Regions from separate parts of the Mus musculus genome. Here regions 1 and 2 are each linked to region 3. A link is a contact called in public targeted proximity ligation data. All regions are on one chromosome and are shown on one strand. The core of a region is the stretch at or near the end of the contact, and the rest is flanking DNA. Distances in the headings are between cores, read along the strand shown. Region 1 has its middle 100 kb from the start of A1cf. Region 2 overlaps Asah2 (N-acylsphingosine amidohydrolase 2). Region 3 overlaps Papss2 (3'-phosphoadenosine 5'-phosphosulfate synthase 2).

Region 1 (3,773 bases), core at 721-3,220, 670 kb before region 3:
AGTACCTTACCAAGAATCACATAGACAGTGGTACAAGCAAGCTTTGATCCCAGTAACGCAGAATCCAGAGCTGAGAGCTGAGGGTTTTTTTTTAACAATCTGAGTGTCTACAGAGGGGAGCCCCCTCATACCTCCCTTAAGAGGAACTGCTACCAAGAGCACCAGAGGATCTAACCCATCTTTCAAGAGAGGTTCACACTGACCCTAGTCAAGGAGTTAACACAGCAGAAACATTGGGACCAGGTCACTCTTGACCAACACAGACTCCTTCATCAAGGTGGTTTCTTAAGAATCACCTCTGGATTCCATCAAAGACTTTCTCAAGACGCTGGGGTCTAGGGACATTCTTCTCAATTATTCCTCCCTCACCTCTGGCTTTGCACCTATCTCACCTCTGTTGCAGCCTTCAAACTCCCCAACCTGTTTCTTCTTCTCCCTCACAGGTTCTGTCCCCCGAGGCATTTCTCTTATTGCGTCTACACCCATCTTGCCAATTAATTCCTGAAAGCCACAGGTGGAAGCCGAAGTGATCAGAGAACATGGACAACACAATAAGACACATCTGCCTCCTCTGCCACCCACCTGCTAGGAGGACCTGGCCCACAGAGAAAGAGGAGCACAGCTTGTCCCTCACACAGGTGGCAACCTCCTCACTACCAAAGAGTTCTCTGCTACCAACCTGCAAAGATACCCTGAAGGCAGCAATAACCACAATAATTCAATGTCTCAAGTATTTGAAGAAATTTGGAGACACTCACTTCCTACAAGGATAGCAGCTTTGGGCAGCAGCTATTGAGTTGTATTAATGTCCGAAGGGGAATAATGTAAGTGTGGTTGATGCAAAGCTGCAGGAAATGCAAGATAACCAGAGATACACTGGGGTAGGCAGTTTATGCATGGCTGTGGGAAAGCAGACAAGAGCTGAGACATCCCCGAAATATATTTTACATCATAGGTCAGGCATCCAGCCATTCCTTCCGGGATTATCTGTTCTTTTATATTCACTTCTTACTGACAAAGCTCATAATATGTGGTCTCTTCGGGACAGTATGTTTGAAAGTGGAATCACAGAGAATTAAAGTGAATTAAATCTCACTTTCATAGCTAAGAAGCCCGGAGCATTGCATAGACATGGGAAGGGACCAGAGGAAATGTGTCTTATACCTTATTCAGAATCTCTCAGGAAGCTTAGCAATTCAGATCAGGGGTACAATGATTGCCCAGCATGCAAAAACCACTGGGTTCATCCTTACTGCTACAGAAACTTTTTTCTAAGAAAGAAAATGAGAAAAAAAGAGAGAGAAAAGATAGAGGAGCAAGAGAGATGGAGAGAGGGGAAGAGGGGGAGGAAGGGGAGGAGGGGGAAGAGAGGGAGAGAATGAGAGGAGGGAGAAAGTAAGGGAGAGGGAGACAGAGATAAAGACAGAGAGGGAAGGAGAAAGACAGAGGCAGAGAGAGAGAGAGACACGGAGAGAGAGAAATTTCAAGAGAATGTCCTGGCTTTAGGAGAAGCTAGATGGACTGCTGCTGTGGAGTGAGACATAAGCCACCTTTTTTTCATTCATTACAGGTAGGACACACGATTTCCAACATCCAAGATGAAGTTGCTTATTTCTGTAACATAAGCTTTTGTGTTGTCCCTCTGATCAGCTGTGTGGCATGACAGGAGCAAACTGGTCCTACAAACCAGACATGCCGTCTCTTTCATTCCAGCCTACATTTTCTAACTGTGCCTTTTGCACCCAGCTGTCCACTCTCCCAACTCCAGTCTCCTCTTCTTGTGAAGTAGAGATAGAAATCAGGAGGTTGCCATGAGGTATAGACCAGGGCACACATGCAGAATACACAACTGCCTACCTGGCAAGACAGAGACAATGGTTGGAAATGCTTTGAAAACAAATCGTCCCAGTCCAGCTACATTTAAGGGACACTAAATTAGAAAAGGTTACTTAGACGTGTGGCTTTCAGTTCCTCAAACCCTGTGTGATCTCAGCATGTGATGTAAATCCGAGAGACAGACAGAGAGAGACAGAGACAGAGACAGAGACAGACAAAGAGAGAGACAGAGAGCCTGAGTAGAATCTAATTCCTAGAGTTCTTGGATCATTGTGTGTTTCTTTTTTCATGGTACCAACATCAACAATGGCATGAAATGCCAACTTGAAATAAAAACGTAACCAATATTGCTGTCCTCCCTTCTCCCACGCGGACTTCATCATCTCCTGAACAGCATTCAAACAATGTGCCTTAGTTCTGTAATTTGAAAGACATCAGAAGTGAGGTTTTGAGTTTTTAACCTTCAGGGTTTTTTTTTTTATTTATTTAAAACACTAATTCTAAGAAAAGAAACAAATGATTTAATGTACATTGTCAGCATGCATGATTATACTCTACACTAAATTAAAAATAACAGTGAGACCTTCTCAGAAGGGTTCAATCAAAACATTGCCTTGCAAATAAACTAGATTATGATATGCAAAAATGCGCTTTTCAGAAAAAAAAAACGATATCCTCCAGGGTCCCCATGTGCACGTCAAAGCCTCTATACACTTCCTTTCTGGCTCAGTAGGTGGCGCTGCAGATCCAGCAAAGGGAGAGTTCGCTTGTGTGCAGGCATTGCACCCTAGCTAGGGTGAATGTGTCTCTTTTCTCTGCCCTCTCCTGAGCAGAGGTGTCTGCCTGCTGAGAGAGAAGCTGGTTAGTTTGTTGGAGTAGGACATGGGGTCATGCAGTCTACGGAATGGTTTTCTGTCCCTCCTGGAAATTCTATTCCTATATCTGACCCATTTGAAATCCAGCATTTGTAACTTTAATAATGTCTTTCATATTTATATGTCTTTGTTTCCACTGTATAGATAGTGATAAAAAACCAGGGGGGAAAAAAACTTAACAAGATAAAATTTTATTTTTAAAATGTTTCTAGTATTAGAAAAACGGATCTTATACATGTGCCATTAAACTTGTGTCTCAAAAAGGTTATTTACACAATGCCATGGATGGAGAAGGACAACCTAACTCAGGCCTTGCCCACGTGAAACAATGTTCTCCCATCACAGCCATTGTTCCCACAGACCCAAGCACCATCCCTCAACCCTTTTAATTCCCGTCTACAAGCAGCTGCTGTATGTCTGTCAAGAAAACCACGAAAGATGAAACCTATTTACAATACCTGCCATAGACTTGCAAGGTCAAATCCTAGACAAGACTCAGAGCTTTGAAGAAGCATCCAAGGTGTAGGTTTATGTCCTAGTTATGGCTTCTATTGCTGTGATAGAGACCACAGCCAAAAGCTAGTTGGGGTTGGGAAAGGGATGAGTTTACTTCATCCTATGCTTCTGCATCATAGCCCATCATCAAGGATGGGCTTTTAGGCAATTGGTATTCTGTGGCATGCAGGGAGTAACAGGTGCCACCATGTTGGCTCAAATGTAAGTTTCACAACAGTACAAATGAAAAGAGTAATCACTGGAAGTGAGCTATCACAGCCCACTATAACACAGAGAAGCAGACTCAAAATCCGCAAGAGCAACTAGAACCGCAATCAAATCAATGGTGATTTAATTTCAGCAATACGGACTCATGCATCCCTTTAAATAATTATTATTTGAGTCTCTCTGGCTTGTGGTTTTTCACGGTGTATTAATATTTTAAACTTATTTATACTTACATAAGATTATGAAATAAAACAAATTTTTGCCTAATTTCTTTCCATACACTTAATAACACTTAATGGAGAGAGAGTGTATCAGAAAACATGATACTTGTGAGGACTA
Region 2 (3,951 bases), core at 1,295-3,794, 640 kb before region 3:
GCAAGCAAAAGGACACTTCCATATTCCATATACCCGCTTTCCTCTAAAATGTTTCTTCAAACTTTGTAGGGAGTTTGTGGTCATGGTTTGTTATCTCCTTTTACTTTGTTTAGCCCTTTAAAGCATGTGTTTACTTTATTTATGTTATTGAGTCCATAGTGTGAGAGGTGTGTGCATGCCACAGAACTCATGTCAAGGCCAGAGGACAGCTTGTGAACGTGGAGTCTCTCCTTCCTCTATGTGGATTTCTGGGAGTGAACTCAGCTTCCTCAGGCTTGGTAACAAACGTATTTACAAATTGCGTCACTTTGCCATCTAAATTCCTTAGTTTGTAAGTCAATGTTGACATATAGCAGTAGCTGGCATCTAAATAGTGATATCTCACCTCTACTTCCCAAGTTCTGGGATAACAAACTTGTGCCACTGTATCTGGCGATGGCTGGCATTCAACTATTGACATCTCACCTCTGCTTCCCAATAAATGGGATTACAAATCTGTGCCACTGTATCTGTTTGCTCAGATTTTGTAGACAGAACCTGTGCTGTTATTTATTGCTTGTTTGGACATAAGACAATTCTAAGGAAATTACAGAAAATTAAACTTATCTCATTTCTAGACATAATATGTGTGTGTGTGTAATATATAATAAAAGCAAAAAAAGATATGTCTTATAATAAATTATTAACAATAATAACTCTAAAATAGGTTTATGGGAAGAGAGGCACTTGCATGTTCTGTTTTCTAAATATGCTGTTTGTTTTTACATTGGCCATATGTTTTTCAAGATTAATAAATAAACATTTTATTGTGCCAAGAGTAAAGAACATGAAAATGGATAATTAATGTAAAATAACAAACAGCAGATGGGCCAGAACCTCAGGGCAGGCTCCAGTGTGTGATCCCATCTTAACACAAGAGTTGGGGAGCAATGCTGGAGGGGTTAGAAAGTCCCCCAAAAGGCAGGGAAACCATGTCCTTTTTTTTTTTTTTTTGGCCCTTTCAATAAGTTAACAAACTTAGTAAGTTCTAAATTTAAATATGTAAATGAGAATGTCTCTGAATTTATAACTTCTGGGGAAGCAGTGTAGTCATGGAGGAGTTATTCTATATGTGGCACTAGAAGAAGTTGATTAAATCTTCATGGGCTCTGATCTCTACATCCAATTCCACCCTAGCTGTACCCACTGAACATTTTCCCACCTCCACAAATAAAGAAAAAGAAAAAAAACCTGATATATGTTTGGATGTGCGATGTCTCCTGTAAAATGAAGGGAAACTTGGTATAAACGTGGAAGACAGCGATGCTCACCTGGTTCTCTGCTGAATTCTTTGGGTTAGCGCCTACAAATATAACTTCAACCACTTCTCCCTGGAAATAAAAACGGCATTGAATTAAGTCTAGATTAAGCCTCTCTATTCAGATTGGAAGCACTGTCTGCGCTATGTTCCAACACCCTAGATGCTGTACACATTCCACACTATTTCATTAAGCGATTCCCTCTAAGTTTGTTAAGAATTAGATCCAAAGAATTTGACTTTGGCAGTATACTGGCTAGTTTTGTGTCAACTTGACACAGCTGGAGTTATCACAGAGAAAGGAGCTTCAGTTGAGGAAATGCCTCCATGAGATCCAGCTGTAAGGCATTTTCTCAATTAGTGATCAAGGGGGAAAGGCCCCTTGTGGGTGGTGCCATCTCTGGGCTGGTAGTCTTGGTTCTATAAGAGAGCAGGCTGAGCAAGCCAGGGGAAGCAAGCCAGTAAAGAACATCCCTCCATGGCCTCTGCATCAGCTCCTGCTTCCTGACCTGCTTGAGTTCCAGTCCTGACTTCTTTCAGTGATGAACAGCAATGTAGAAATGTAAGCTTGCTTCTTGGTCATGATGTTTGTGCAGGAATAGAAACCCTGACTAAGACAGGCAGATTCTAACAAATTAAGATCCAGAGCTATAATTTTCAATGTGACAACACGTGAAAATGGCTTCAACTTATATTGCAGAGAGAGCCCTGTCTTAAAATAGACACATAGACCACAGAGGAATCAGAAGTAAACACACACAACTAGAGTCACCCAATCATTGACAAAGGTGTCAACATATTAACTGGAGAAAAGGCAGCCTCAAAAGACCTCCAACAGCACAGGAAATAATCCCAAAACTAACAAATGAGATTGCAGGAAATTAGAAAGTTTCTTCTGTACAGCAAAGAAAACCATCCACAGAGTAAAGAGGCATTTACAGGATGCAACAAATCTTTGCCAACTGTATAGCTATCTTAGTTTCTTTTCCTATTCCTATGATAAAATAATGGGACAGAAACAGCCTTAGGGAGAAAGAGCCTGCTCTGGCTCACAATTCACTCTGAGGTTCCTTAAAGATTTATTTCATTTTTAATTGTGAGTGTGTGTGTGTGTGTGTGTGTGTGTGTGTGTGTGTCTGCCTACCTGTCTGCCTGTCTATTTGTCTGTCCCTCTGCATGTGAGTAGGTGCCTACAGAGGCTAGATGCCTTCAGTTCCTCTGGAACTGGAGTTATAAGTGGCTGTGAGTCACCAGTCATGGGTGCTGGAAACCAAACTCATGGCCCCTAGAAGAGAAGTGCACACTCCTCACTGCTGTATCTTCGCTTCAACCCCTCTCTTTCTTCATTTTATACAGACCTGGATCCTCTTCCCCCAAAATGTTCATGCCTACCATCGAGATTGACAGTGTGTCAAACTGCTTTCAAGAACACTGATGTAAGTAAGCATAGACAAGTGCTTCTCTTAGTTTTAATCAGAGAAGCCTCTCTATACAATGACTGGTGTATGGCAAAGTCTTGGCTGCTCAAGGTGCTGAGACAAAAACAAAAACAACAAAACAAAATAAAACAAAACAAACAAACAAAACAAAAACAAAAAACAAACAAACAAAAAAAGAAACAGCTGAGTTCTTAGCTGTAAAGAGGATATTTATACCTTTCCCAGGAAGGTTCATGTAATATTGCAGAAGGAGTGGTAGAAAGAATGTAAGAGCCAGAAGATAGGGAAGAGACTGTGGAATGCTATTTTCAGGGTATGACATAGCCATTGCAATGTGGACTTGTGAGCCGCACTGGACCTGCACAAGACTGGACCTGCCAACTGTCAATTGAGAAATGGGTGGGTTCTCACAGGGCCCACGCATTCCTTCTAAACCAGTGGCTATTTATTTATTGACTGGGTGATGATCAGTCTTTATCTTCAGATATATACCCACTGGCGTGTCCAACAGGATCTGTTGTCTAATTCTATATCCATGATCACATAGATGGTGCTAATTAAACTCAGTGGGACATCAAACAACAACAACAAAAAACACACAAGCATAGGAAAGGACCTTCAGGGAGGGGCACCATGGGCATGAGTGGGAAGGAGATAAGAGCTGTGACAAAAGGATGAACCATCTAGAGACTGCCATATCTAGGGATCCACCCCATAATCAGCTTCCAAACGCTGACACCATTGCATACACTAGCAAGATTTTGCTGAAAGAACCCAGATATAGCTGTCTCTTGAGAGACTATGCTGGGGCCTAGCAAACACAGAAGTGGATGCTCACAGTCAGCTATTGGATGGATCACAGGGCTCCCAATGGAGGAGCTAGAGAAAGTACCCAAGGAGCTAAAGGGACCTGCAACCCTATAGATGGAACAACTTTATGAACTAACCAGTACCCCGGAGCTCTTGACTCTAGCTACATGTGTATCAAAAGATGGCCTAATCAGCCATCACTGGAAAGAGAGGCCCATTGGACACACAAACTTTATATGCCCCAGTACAGGGGAACGCCAGGGCCAAAAAATGGGAATGGATGGGTAGGGAAGTGGGGGGGGAGGGTATGGGGGACTTTTGGGATAGCATTGGAAATGTAATTGAGGAAAATACATGATAAATAAATAAATAAATAAAGAGACAGTGGGGTGTGAACAATTGGAA
Region 3 (3,946 bases), core at 317-2,816:
TAAACTCTAAGAGAAATCTGTTACCAAGATCAATTCAAAAGAAACTGTGGTGATTTTGGTAAAGATTATTAGAACCTTCCACGGCCATGTCTTCAATGCTCCCCTGTCAGAGTCAAGAGTTCTTGACTTTAAAACGAGACTGAAAACCTAGGGACTATTTAATTTCTTCTCTTCCCTCTTCGTGTTTCCTTTGCCCTGAGCTCTGTCCCAGCTTTATTGTTTACCTTTTCTATGAGCACATACATGCACTTGCGCTTGTTTGCATGCATGTATGTGCATGCATGTGCAAACACACACACACACACACGTACATCTTCTCTCTGCTTTTACTTTTTCCTTTTTTTCTCTTTGGTTTTCCCATTTCCACATTGAGTTCTGTGTGGCAGACACGTTGACTCCATTTGCACATAAAACATGAAGGGTCTTTCAGAAGGCACAGGCACCTAAGAGCTCAGAACTCCTCAGCCTCGGTCAGCGTGGTCAACCATCTCTGTGTTTTAACAGTCATTTTCTGAAAACTCTCACAGCCAAAGGGCAGCAGATGGGTCTAATGTCTAGAGGGTGTTCAGTGAAATCTGCAGGGAGTTGGGAGGGTGAGCTTGCTAGTCTTCTGGGTACCTCTCCCTGTCTCCTCTAAGTGCTACCAGAAGAGGTAGGTCAGCTGTCACCACAGCTTTGATTTCTCAAAAGCAGCCAGCATCTCATTTGTATGAAGAACTTCCTAATCTTTAAGGTGTTTGCAGGTAAAACAGCACAGGATCTACCACCCCAGGTCTCCCTATTGACAAACCTCGGTTGCTCAAAAACAAAACAAAAAAACCTTCCAAACTATAAAACAGATGCAAGCACTTGGGCTTTGTATTCTTTCTAGATTTTAATGGTTTTCATTTAAGCCTAGAGCATTCTCTTAAGAGTTTAGCTATGTGGAAAGGTACCGGGTTACCTCATGGTTTCTCATCTTTTGAGGACTTTGGTTTATTGAGAGACTAGCCCCAAACTCCTGATCATTCTGTCTCCACCGCACCCACACGGAGGTTCCAGGCATGCACCACCATTCCTGAGTTGGTCACTTATCATCCTAGTCTCCCTGCCTATTCTCAACAGGTCTCTCTGGTGCTGGGAAAACAACCATAAGCTTTGCTTTGGAAGAGTACCTTGTATCTCACGCCATCCCATGTTACTCTCTGGATGGGGACAATGTCCGTCATGGCCTTAATAAGAACCTGGGATTCTCTGCGGGGGACCGAGAAGAGAATATCCGCCGGATCGCGGAGGTGGCCAGGCTCTTTGCCGACGCCGGCCTGGTTTGCATCACCAGCTTTATCTCTCCTTTTGCAAAGGTAAAAGATTTGGCCCAGGGCGGGAGCTGGTATCCTCGAGTCCTCCCTGGGCTGTGGCCCTCGGCCAGTGGAGCGGGGTGGGGATGGGGGGCGGGGGAGTGGGAGGTGGGGTGGGGGTGGGGGATCAGAAAGTCACCAGACTTTCACTTTCCCATCCATTCCCTCTCTCCTTTCGGGTCATCTCATTTCCTCTATTGGTTATGTAAAGAGAGTTGCCTCACTGCCAGAAGCCAGTGCCCCCAGTTGACATGAGGCCGTTATGGGTGACAGTCACCAGGGACATGTGGTCAGAGTTGAAAGAGTTGAGCAAGAACTTCCCAGTCTGTAATTTCGATCGTCTGAACAAGAATATTTAGCTAGCCCAAGCAGAGCAAGTCCACTGCACAACACGGGCTTCTGTGGGCTTAGAGGGGACAGAACTGACCGGGGCATCCCTGCTCCGGTCTAAAGCAGGATATTTCTAGCAAATCCTTGCTGTGTTAAGAGCTCAGCCCTGCTCTTAGGGGAAGTTGTGTTCGGCAGTTCCCTTCAGGCAGTGTGCCTATGAGAGGGACATCTCTGGGCTTGGTGAAAGGACTCTGTCAGTTATTCACCTCCTCCTGTTACCCCAAGGGTATTAACTTCAAGAGTACACGGTGTTTTGCCATGAAGAATCTCATTAGGAAATTTTGTCCTAATCCATTTTTCCCTTATAACAAAATACCAGACGTGGTGACTTATAAAGATTAGAGGTTTATTCTGCGCATGACTTTGGAGGCTGCAGAACCCAAGAACATGTTATCAGCACTTTTGTTGACTGATAAGAACCTCATACCGCATTTTATGCAAAAAAGAGCAAGTGTCAGGCTCACTCAGGCCTGGCCCTCCCCTTCCAAGCTGTCCTTGAATCTCTTCATCCTGCTTCTACTTTCCTGGTGCTGGGTTTATGGGCATACCCCTCCACTCTTGCTCTCTTTTTATATTTTTAAACACACGATCTTTCAGGATCGTGAGAATGCCCGAAAAATCCACGAATCAGCAGGACTCCCGTTCTTTGAGATCTTTGTAGATGCGCCTTTAAATATCTGTGAAAGCCGAGACGTAAAAGGACTCTACAAACGAGCCCGAGCAGGAGAGATTAAAGGTATGAAAGTAGCCAGCAGCGCCTCTGAAAGTTACTGACCCTGCCAGTCTTCTGATTCTGTCTTTAGAAATCTGTCTGAAGCTACACACTCTGTCCCGGCTGCAGAAAGCACACGCTCAGTGTGTTCAGAATGGTCGTGGCCTTTTAGGATTATCTTTGAAGGAACTGTCACCTCAGGCAGAAGGAGTGGCATTCAGAGAAAGCAGACAGATAGATGAATTCAGACTTAGGAATGAGTCTCGCAGAATTTCTTCCTTCCTTCCCTTTTGTATTCTAATCAGCAGCAGCAGGCTTGGTTTCTGCCGGGTGTCATTACTAACACAAGGCTTTCCATACTGAAAATACAGCTGTATCTTTCTTATCTACACTTTCTTATCTACAGCAGGGAGTCAAGGATGGACTGTTCAAAGTCTTAGTTACAAATCACATTTTCAGCTTAACACATTAGTGCATTCTATGTTGTGCCTCTTGGGTTGACAGCATTCTTCCACAGACACAGATATGATTTAGATCTTATACTCCGCAGGGTTTACAGGCATCGATTCTGACTATGAGAAACCTGAAACTCCAGAGTGTGTGCTGAAGACCAACCTGTCTTCAGTAAGCGACTGTGTGCAACAGGTGGTGGAACTTTTGCAGGAGCAGGTAGGAGGGTGGTTCTTGCCAGTGTGTTCAGTGTGTGTGTGTGTGTGTGTGTGTGTGTGTGCGTGTGCATGTGTGTGTGCATGTGTGTGTGCGTGTGCATGTGTGTGTGTTGAAAGATAATCTGAGTTTCTTTATTCCCTGGCCAATCTCAGTAACTATTGCCAATTTCGTTTCCCACAGAACATTGTACCCCACACCACCATCAAAGGCATCCACGAACTCTTTGTGCCAGAAAACAAAGTCGATCAAATCCGAGCTGAGGCAGAGACTCTCCCATCACTACCAATTACCAAGGTAGGAGAATACAGACTGGTCAGAGACTCAGGCTTCTTAGAATCTAACATTATAAACTATTATACAATTTTTCTTTAAAACTACCTTCAGTGTGTGTGTGTGTGTGTGTGTGTGTGTGTGCACGCACGTGTGATATACTATACTTCATGAGTGGAGTCAGGACAGCATGTAGCAGTCAGTTTCCTTCTTCCTTTCACCATGTATGGGGATTGAACTCAAGTTATCAGGCTTGGTGGCAAGCACCTTCAGCCCCTGAGGCATCTCGTAGGCCCGACAATTCCTTTGACCATAAGAAATATTGAGTAAAGGTGAGTCTATGAAGACATTCCCCACCCCCTCACCCTGCAAATGTATTTGCATAGGACAATTTGCATAGCTCCCCTGCACCTTCATTCCTGCTGAAATGAAATTCCAGGGATCATTTGTTAGCAATGGCTGAGAAGTTTGTCCAGAATGTAAGTGCTTCTTCGGCAAGTGTGAAAGAATACAAAGGGGAAAAAGCACTAATCTAAAACAAGAAGAGCTTTTCGCTGTGTGTCTGCTG

What was found.
Region 1: a contact with region 3 is called in a targeted proximity ligation map of bone marrow-derived macrophages, with 6 times the contacts expected there. A contact is called at or near these places in 3 of 484 Hi-C or Micro-C datasets (all in embryonic stem cells), 3 of 130 datasets of targeted methods (bone marrow-derived macrophages, embryonic stem cells and large pre-B cells) and 1 of 9 other capture datasets (embryonic stem cells).
Region 2: a targeted proximity ligation map of bone marrow-derived macrophages shows a contact between it and region 3, with 4 times the contacts expected there. A contact is called at or near these places in 3 of 39 promoter capture datasets (the 3T3-L1 cell line, hippocampal neurons and stem cell-derived epiblast-like cells) and 2 of 130 datasets of targeted methods (bone marrow-derived macrophages and large pre-B cells).

What each region holds. Positions count from the first base shown.
Region 1 is chr19:31,969,636-31,973,408 of GRCm38.p6, forward strand. No RefSeq gene overlaps it. Among named protein-coding and RNA genes, the nearest start is that of A1cf, 100 kb to the left of the region's middle.
Region 2 is chr19:31,994,032-31,997,982 of GRCm38.p6, forward strand. Asah2 (N-acylsphingosine amidohydrolase 2) reads right to left here. Exons shown (of 24, transcript NM_018830.1): 22 at 1,311-1,370. Among named protein-coding and RNA genes, the nearest start is that of Asah2, 110 kb to the right of the region's middle.
Region 3 is chr19:32,635,930-32,639,875 of GRCm38.p6, forward strand. It overlaps Papss2 (3'-phosphoadenosine 5'-phosphosulfate synthase 2), which reads left to right. Exons shown (of 13, transcript NM_011864.3): 3 at 1,105-1,340; 4 at 2,325-2,463; 5 at 2,990-3,108; 6 at 3,289-3,402. Among named protein-coding and RNA genes, the nearest start is that of Papss2, 18 kb to the left of the region's middle.